2 separate regions of the Sus scrofa genome follow, and region 1 is linked to region 2. A link is a contact called in public Hi-C data. All regions are on one chromosome and are shown on one strand. The core of a region is the stretch at or near the end of the contact, and the rest is flanking DNA. Distances in the headings are between cores, read along the strand shown. Region 1 has its middle 35 kb from the start of PTGIS. Region 2 holds the start of PTGIS (prostacyclin synthase).

Region 1 (4,247 bases), core at 1,088-3,587, 35 kb before region 2:
AGGGAAAGACATTGAAATTTGAGGAGTGCCTCCTGTTTGCCATGCACTGAGACAGGTCCTCATACCTCATTTTAGGGGTGAAGGAACTGAGACTCCCACGTGGACAGAAGCAGGCCCTGTCCCTCAACGCTGGCGAAGTGCCCTCCTTGCAGCCAGCTCTGAGGGTGGGGGTCAGGGATCCTTGGGAGCAGAGGGAAGACATGTCATTCTGCAGCATGACCAGCAGAGGGAAGCAGAGATCTGTGGCTCCCAGAATCTGGGTCTGCAGGGCCAGAGAGTGAGCATCTTCTTACACGTGGCACCCTAGGCATTTCATTTGCCTCACTCCGGTCCTAGCCTGGTCTGAGAAGGCTGTCCTACCAAGAGATGCCTTTCTTCTGCCCTGCATTGAGCCCTTATGCTTTCCCAGGCACTGTGCTCAGTGTTTCCCACATATGTTAGCTTGACCCTTAGAACAGCCAGAATGAGCAGGTCCTATTACTGGCCCATTATTCAGAGGTGGCAACTGAGGCCAGACAGGTACGATCACTAGCCAGAGTGATGCTGTTCCACAATGTGTGTTCTGTGTATGGAGGCAGAGTGCGTGCCTTTGGATCGTGAGCCATGATTGTATGTATTAGACATTTGCGTGGTCTCCTTTGGGGAGGGGGTGACTGTATCTGCAGGCGGAAGAGGGAGGAAGTAAATGCCTGAGGCCGTGGCCTGTAGTAGAGCATAATTATTTATTTAAAATATTCATGGGAGTTCCCGTCACGGCTCAGTGGAAACGAATCTGACTAGTATCCATGAGGAAGTGGGTTTGATCCCTGGCCCTACTCGGTGGGTTAAGGATCTGGCATTGATGTGAGCTGTGGTGCAGGTCGCAGACTCAGCTCAGATCTTGCATTGCTGTGACTGTGATGTAGGCAGGCAGCTACAGCTGCGATTCTACCCCTAGCCTGGGAACCTCCATATGCCGAGGGTATGGCCCTTAAAAGACAAAATAAATAAGATAAAATAGGCATGGACCCGTTATATCAGAGACTCAGAACATGTCAGAGGTCTGCAGAGCTGGGATGGCTTGACCCAGCCTCAGAGGATGCTTCAGGGGAGGGGAGGAAGCCTGCCTGACTTTTCTGGGAGGAACAGTAGTTACCCATCTGGAAGCAGGAGGATTTTTCAGACTGAAGGGACAATGCGTGCAAAGGCTCTGGGATGGCTCAAGGAACCTCAATAGCCAAGCCCGGCTCAAAGAGCGTTAAAGAGATGCTGGGGCTCAATTCACTGAGACTCAGAGGCAGGGACAGACTACGGGGGGTCAGATACAGGACAGAGGGTGCCGTGGGGTCCCAGAAAGCAACCTCCACCTCCTGTGGGAATCTCAAAGGACTACCACCTATCACTGTCTCCCTTTTACAGATGGGGAAGCGGAGCCTCAGCGGGGTGGGGCTGCTTGCTCACACAGCCAGGAAGTGGAGGGCTGGGCTTGGAATATACGTTTTGAGGAACCACCATGAACTCCGTGAACTCGGGAGAGATATTTAATGAGTTCTGGCTGAATGAATGAGTTTGCTGATTCATGTGCCTGGCACTGGGCTGAGTGTTTTCCCAGCATTCTCTTATTGAATCCTCAGAGATAACTGTGAGGGAAGTGCTATTATTTTCATTTCTTTTATGGATTTAAATTTAAAAAAAGGAGTTCCCATGGTGGCTCAGCAGTAACGAACCCAACTATCATCCATGAAGATGGGGGTTCGATCCCTGGTCTCACTCAGTGGGTTAAGAATCTGGTGTTGCCATGAGCTGTGATGTAGGTCACAGACACAGCCTGGATCCCGTGTTGCTGTGGCTGTGGTGTAGGCTGGCAACTACAGCTCCAATTTGACTCCTAGCCTGGGAACTTCCATATGCCATGGGTGCAGCCCTTAAAAGACCAAAAAACAAAAGAAAAGAAAACAATGCTCAGAGAGGGCAAGTGATTTGCCCAAGATCACACAGCCCACAAGGGTCGGAAGCAGGATTCGAGCCCAGGCCCTCAGACCTGTCCTCTTATCTCTGGTACCAGAGTGTCCCAAACTCTAGTTGGCTCTGCATTCTGTCTTATCTGTGCTCTCTGCCTTCCTTAACCTTTTCTAAACTAAACCTGTTTCTGTACAAAGGAAACAATATATCATTAGCAGAAATGGAAAAGTCCTGTAATGAATTGCAGACAGCAGTGAAAATAAATACAATAAGAGCTAAATAACGCCAGCACATCCCTGCCAGGTTCTTGCTTGCCAGCCCAGCGGGGAAGCAGGGGCCTAGCTGGAGCTTTTTGTTCGCAGGGCGAGTGAACAAGGTGGTAAGGAGATGTTAGCAGCCAGGGCAGTTTTCTCCCTGAAGCGCTCAGGGTTGCCGGCCTCCCTGGGACCTGATGCCCCCTGTGACCTAGAGCAGCGCCCTCAGCCCACACCCTTCTCAGCTCATCGGGGCCCTCCCAGGCTCTGCCCCCAGACCAGGGTGGGATGGGGGATCCTGGGAATGGAGCCCCCCATCCCTCCCGCCTTCCGTTCCTCCCTGGCAGAGCCCCTCAAGGAGCGTATACAGCTGGCGCTCAGCCAAGCCTCCAGAGCCTGGCCTGCAGAAACTCAACATTCGGTGACTGGTCTTATTTTGTTTTTAATAGAAAAATGTTCCCTGCACCAACTCTTTCCTGGGCAGGGTTTGGAAACCTTTTCCAGATGGGAAATAATTTTAGGGAAGAGGAACAGCTAAAATTACCGGCCATTCTGCTGCCAGCTCCCACTGGGACGAGCCAGCCTCGGCGCTGGAAATTTCCTGAGGTGGGGGTGGGTCCGCGTTGGGGAGAGGAGCCAGGATGGATTGTTGAGACTGGATGTCTCGCCTGGCCGAGCTGCGGTCAGGTCACGTGGGCACTCCGAACTTTCTCGGCTACTGCCAGGCTCCTCTCCGGTCCTCGTTCCACGCAAATTTCTGAGATTCAGCTGCCATTTTGCAGGCAATGCCCAGGGTAGTGTGTATTGGACACACCATTGTGATAAAATCAGCACAAGCTGGCCGGGGAAGTGAACACATCAGACGGCCCAGGGTTCTGCACCAGATAAAGTGTAAGGAAAAGAAACAGTTAGTGGGGAAAACAGAAATGCAAAGACTGAAAAGATATCAAAAAAAAAATTTTTTTTTTTCTTTTTTGGCCACGCGGTGGCATATGGAGTTTCCAGGCCAGGGATCAGATCCACCCCACAGCTGCAACCTAAGCCGCTGCTGCGGCAATGCTGGATCCCTAGCCCACTGTGCCGGGCCGGGTGGACCCTGTGTCCCAGCGCTCCCAAGATGCCACTGATCCCGTTGCTCCACAGCAGGAACTGCTGTTTCTTTTTGTTTGTTTTGTTTTGTTTTTTAAATGGGCAAGACAAAATACAGTGTCTAGGGACACACGTGTTGCTGAAATTTGGCCTCTGTCTGAGTTAGAAACGCGGAGCCCGAGTTTGGGGCGAAGCAGAAACGCGCAGCTTTTATTGCTTTGCCCGGCGGGCAGCTGAGGCCCTAAAGACGGCGGCCTCTCTGGGGAGGGACAGGAGGGGGTCTGAGGGGTTGGGGGTGGAACACAGACACGCCTCAGGGAAGTCGCCAGCTTGTGTTCCTCTTCAAAGCTGGTGTCAGGCATCCTGGGGCGGGGTCTGGTGGTCCTTGAGGTCCTCGCCCATGACCTTCTTTTCTGGAACTTCATCAAGAGTTGACCTCTTCTGTTTGTTGGGGGTTTTAGTTCTGCAGAAGCGCTCAAAAACGTTGTTGTCTGTATCCCTCCAGGAGGAACCAGGCCCCTCCCACAAGGCTGCACTATTGTTTCTCCTTTTCTTTCTTCCTTTCTCCCTTTCTTTTTTTTCCTTTTCTTTCTTTCTTTCTTTTCTTTTTTTTTTTTTTTTATGGCATATGGAAGTTCCTGGGCCTGGAGTTGAATCCAAGCCACAGCTATGGCGATGCCGGCTCCTTTAACCCACTGTGCAGGGCTGACAATTGAACGCACAGCTCTGCGGTGACCTGAGCCACTGCAGTTGAATTCTTAGCCCGCTGCGGAGGCTTTGGGAACTCCTGCTCTTTTCTCTTGACTGCTCCTCCCTGGTCTCTGCATCCCCTCCCTTCCCTGCTTAACAACCGTCTGAACCTGCCCTTTGGAATTCAAGGAAGGCCAAGGAGGCTGAGTGAAGCCTGTCTCCTGCAGACAAGAAATGGGGGACACAGAAAGGCTTTTATGCCCAGGAACCCCA
Region 2 (4,442 bases), core at 1,057-3,556:
TTGAGGGGGGAGGAGGACATGTTATTAGGGAGGGGTCTGGGCAGAGGTGATGCTGGTTTGCATTCAAGCAAGGGGTATGGGATTGGACAGCTAACACTTATTGAGCACCTACTGTGTGCCAGGCCCACGCTGGGTGATTTCTTTCTCTCATCATTTAATTCTGTCCTCACAATGGTCCTGTGAGGAAGGAAAGATTCTTCCCATTTTTTCATATAAGAAAACTGAGACCAAGCCTTGGTCACATGTGTGGTAGGAGACTGAATTGGAATACGTCTCCAATTCAGTCTGTTGTGGTGGCCTTCCACTAATGCTGTATGTCAGCCACTCTGACAGGTGTGTCGCCTGGATTAGGTCCTTTATTCCTTTCTCAATTTCACCAATGAGGCACCTCAGCTCAGGGAGGTGGAGGAGGCTGCCTGAGCTCATATGGTTTAGTGTCAGCCAGGCCAGACTGTGAACCCCATTGCCAGAGGCTACCCCATGGGGCTCCCCAAATTTGGAGAAAACTCTCCGGGCCTGTTCTCTGGCCTTTTTGGGATTGTTGGCTTTGTTGGCAGATAAGCTGGATAAATAAACAAGAGGTTCAAGAAACTCCCTTTGCCTTTTGATAGTCTGAATCTGCTGAGGCCACATGAGGGTCATCCAACTGCCTTGACAGCTGACATTAAACAGGAAAATAAATGAATCTCTAATTCATTTATGAATTAGAAATGTTAAGTACGGTCAAGGGGGAAAAAAAAAAAGAAAGAAGAAGAACAGTTCAAGGCACCAGACAGGGCTGATAAGACCACTTTAGACCAGGCAGTCAGGGGGCACTTCTTTGAGGAGATGACTGTTGAGCAGAGACAGAGGGATGAGGGATGTGATGAAAAAAGCCAGCTCCCCAAGTATCGGAGAGAAGAGTGTTCCAGTCAGAGGAAACAGCCAGTTCAAAGGCCCTGAGGTGGAACTGGTTTGGCACATTTGGGGCAGGATGAAAGATGAGTGTGGCTGGAGCAGAGAGGGCGAGGCAGGGAGTGGGAGGACATGAAGTCGAGGAAGCAAGGGCAGGAGGGGGCAGGCCAGGGTTCTAACAGGAACCTGTAGGGACTTGGGTTGTGTTTTGAGTGAGGTGGAGCCCTGGAGGGTTCTGAGCAGGATTCAGGTGGAAGATCTGACTTCGTTTCTAGCAGGCTCCTTCTGACTACAGCAGGGAGAACGGACTGCAGAGAGATGAGGGCTGAAGCCAGGAGACCAGCAAGGAGTAACAGCTCGTCCAGGGGGCAATGGGTAAGATGAAATGAAACCTGTGCCTGAATTCACCAGGCAGAGAGTGGCAGTCACAGGATTAGAATCAGACCTCCTGGGTCCCAGCTCCACGCTCTGCCCACTGTCTCACAAAATGCACATGTGCCCAGCATCCAGGGGCACCACCTTAGGCTGAAGGATGTTTGATGGGATTTCTTTTCCAGTATGTTCTCTATGAAACGACGGTGAGATAGGTTAACTAGCCTAAAATTGTACTCAGACTGCCTCCATGGAAAAAGTCCATCTTGTATCTTGGAAAAAAACCCAAAGACAAAACCCAAAAAACCCTCACATGTGCCCAGCACTCATAGTTTGCAATTCCCTTTGCTGACACGCTCTCATCAATCCTTCAGAGAAACCCCTTAAGGCAAAGTACAACTGTGATTTAAGAAACCGGCGGTAAGCTCCCAGAGGTAAGCTCCCTGGTGGAGGATTCCCAGGTGTAAATGAGGGTGGGGTGTGTGGAAGGGGTGCTAAGTGGTGGGTTCCAGGCCTTCCAGCTGGGAGCCCAGGTTCTCACCAGCAGCCAGGGGTGGCCTCTTGCAGAGCCACTAGCACCAGAGCCCAGCATCCTAAGTGCCAGATAACTGTGACAATGGCCACTATATTCCGAGCCCCTGCCGCGCTCCAGGTACAGATCTGGGCGCTTCACATCATCGGTGTGTCCCTCACAGCAGTTGAGGCTGGGGTACTCAGAGCCAGGTCCGGTCCAACTCCATCCCTCCCAGACCAACAGCATAGAAAACGAATGGTCTCTAGTCCTTCTGGGGCAGGGATGCGTCGGTGTCGGGGGGCGGGGGGCAGAGTGTGGGGACGGCTCAGGTGGCACGTCGGGGAGTCCAAGGCCCGCCACAATCCCTCCTCCCCCACCACGTAGCCTCCATCCTCACACTTCCTTCTCCATCCCCATTCCCCTCCGCCTCCCCGTATTCCTTTCCTTTTTCTTCCCCAAATCCCCACCCAGCCCTCTCTGTACATCCCCCAACCCCTTCTCCTACATCACTCCTCCCGTCCTCTACATCCTCCTCCTTCCCCTCAAACCCACATCTCCTCTCCAGCGTGTCCACATTTTCCACACATACGCCCCCCACCCCTTTCTCAGTCCAGCGCCTTAGAGCCCGTCCGGCGGGAGCCCCTGTCCACCCTCCGACCTGGGAGGGATCGCAGGCCCCGCCCCGCTCCGCCCCGCCCCCAGGCAGATGGGCGGGGCCAGGGGGAGGGGGGTCGGCCTCGGGACTAGGCCCGCGTGGCCGTTGAGGCAGACCCGCAGCTTCCCGCGCTCGGCCGCGGCAGCCCGGTCGCCGGTCCTGCCATGTCCTGGGCCGTGGTCTTCGGCCTCCTGGCCGCGCTGCTACTGCTGCTGCTGCTGCTGCTGTTGACCCGCCGGCGCACGCGGTGAGTGCCCCCCGCCCGGCTCGCTCTGCCCGGGGCTAGACAAAGGGGGCGTCGCGGCTCTCGGCTCCCGGCCGCAACCCGGCTGCAGCGAGGGGGTCGCCGAGACAGCGGCAGGCCGGCGCCGGAGCCCCATGCCCCACTCCCGCAATAGGACAGGGTCCCCTGCAGCCCCGGGCGAGCCCTTCAGAGGTGGGAGTGCAGCCCCCCGGCCCGAGGGGTTCCCGCGCTGCTCCCGGCCCCGGGGCGCGGGCCCGGCCGAGCGGCAGTTGCCGAGAGGGCATAAAGTTGGGAGACGCTCGTGGGAAGGTGCGGGAACAGGGGCCCCCGAGGGCGAGAAGTGAAGTCAGGTCCTGGCCCAGAGCGCGAGGCCAGGGACCAGCGAAGGGGTTTCAGGTGGGAACCGAGAGTCACAGGTGCGGAGTGGGTGCGGACAGGTTGGGCGTGACTCCCGGCCTCCACCTGGATGCCGCACCAACTCGAGATCAACTCTGTATCAGCCTTGCTCCTCATTCCCATTGCACGGATGGCAGAGTTGAGGCAGGGGTGGTAGGCAGAGGCCCTGCCTGACCTGGATGAAGGGGCTGGGAAGGCTCAGTATTTCCCTGTGCCTGAGAACTCAGGCCCACAAAGGGGTCTCCCTTCTGCGGAGGTTCCATAGCCTGGACACAGTAGAACCCGACCAGATGTCTCAGCTTCCTAGGCGCAGAGGTTCTCCTGCCCCATTGAGAATCTGTGATTTAGGAGAAACACTAAGACCCATCCGTCTCAAATGGCAATAGGTCTTTTGCTTTTTATAAAATGGTTTTAAAAAATAATTTGAGGAGTTCCCGTTGTGGCGCAGCGGAAACGAATCCGACTAGGAACTATGAGGTTGCGGGTTTGATCCCTGGCTTGGCTCAGTGGGTTAAGGATCCCGCATTGCTGTGAGCTGTGGTGTAGGTCGCCGACGCCGCTCAGATCTGGCGTTGCTGTGGGTGTGGTGTAGATTGGCAGCTACAGCTCTGATTAGATCCCTAGCCTGGGAACCTCCATATGCCAAGGGTGCGGCCCTAAAAAGCAAAATAAAATAAAATGAAATAATTTGAATTGTACAAGGAATACATTTGACTTAAAACGAACATTTATCGCATTATAGATAAGACTGAAGCCCTTCTAACCAGGCTTCCGATAATTCTGGACCTCTCCTGTTGATTAATTTGGGAGGAACCTTCCAGAGCTTTTTTAAAGTACACTTTTTAATTTTAGACTGGTTTTATATTTACAGAAAAGTTGTACAAAGAGTTCCCAGATACCCCCTCACACAGTTTCCACCACTGTTAACGTTTTACGTTATCATGGAACAGTCATTAAAACTAAAAAACCAGCGCTGGTCTGTTAGAATTAATCAAGCTCCAGACTTTATTTGAATTTCATCAGTTTTTCCCCTAACATCTTCTTTCTGTGCCAGGATCCCATCCAGGGTACCTCACTGCCTTTGGTTGTCATAACTCCTCAGCCTCCCAGCTCTTGAGAGAATTACTTTTATGCACATAGACGTTAAGCCCGTTAGTCCGTAGATAAGACAGGGCAGTGGAAGTGTGTGTTAATGCGTGTGTGTGCATTTAATCAGTGTCAGAAAATTCCAGAAATTTTCTGGAAACTATTTTTAAACAGTGTATTAGTGTGAATTTCTAAACAATGAGCTCACGATATTTTTCTTTAAGAGCCAGACACTTTTCCAGGTGAGATTTAAAGCCATGCATTCAATCACTTGCCTGGAA

The links. Hi-C and Micro-C count contacts between places; a contact is called where the count stands out from the background.
Region 1: a Hi-C map of omental adipose tissue shows a contact between it and region 2, with 2.1 times the contacts expected there. The contact joins the enhancer-like site here to the promoter of PTGIS in region 2. A contact is called at or near these places in 19 of 47 Hi-C or Micro-C datasets (alveolar macrophages, brain, embryonic fibroblasts and 10 more) and 2 of 2 datasets of contacts at active chromatin or transcription factors (alveolar macrophages and skeletal muscle).

What each region holds. Positions count from the first base shown.
Region 1 is chr17:51,233,886-51,238,132 of Sscrofa11.1, reverse strand. No RefSeq gene overlaps it. Among named protein-coding and RNA genes, the nearest start is that of PTGIS, 35 kb to the right of the region's middle. Within about 2 kb of position 2,337, at least 22 of the 83 cell types and tissues checked have an H3K27ac peak or open chromatin away from gene starts, as enhancers often do. A contact at or near this core is called in alveolar macrophages, liver, omental adipose tissue and 1 more, where this site is marked.
Region 2 is chr17:51,198,379-51,202,820 of Sscrofa11.1, reverse strand. PTGIS (prostacyclin synthase) reads left to right here and starts at 2,306. Exons shown (of 10, transcript XM_005654247.3): 1 at 2,306-2,682. The coding sequence starts at 2,600.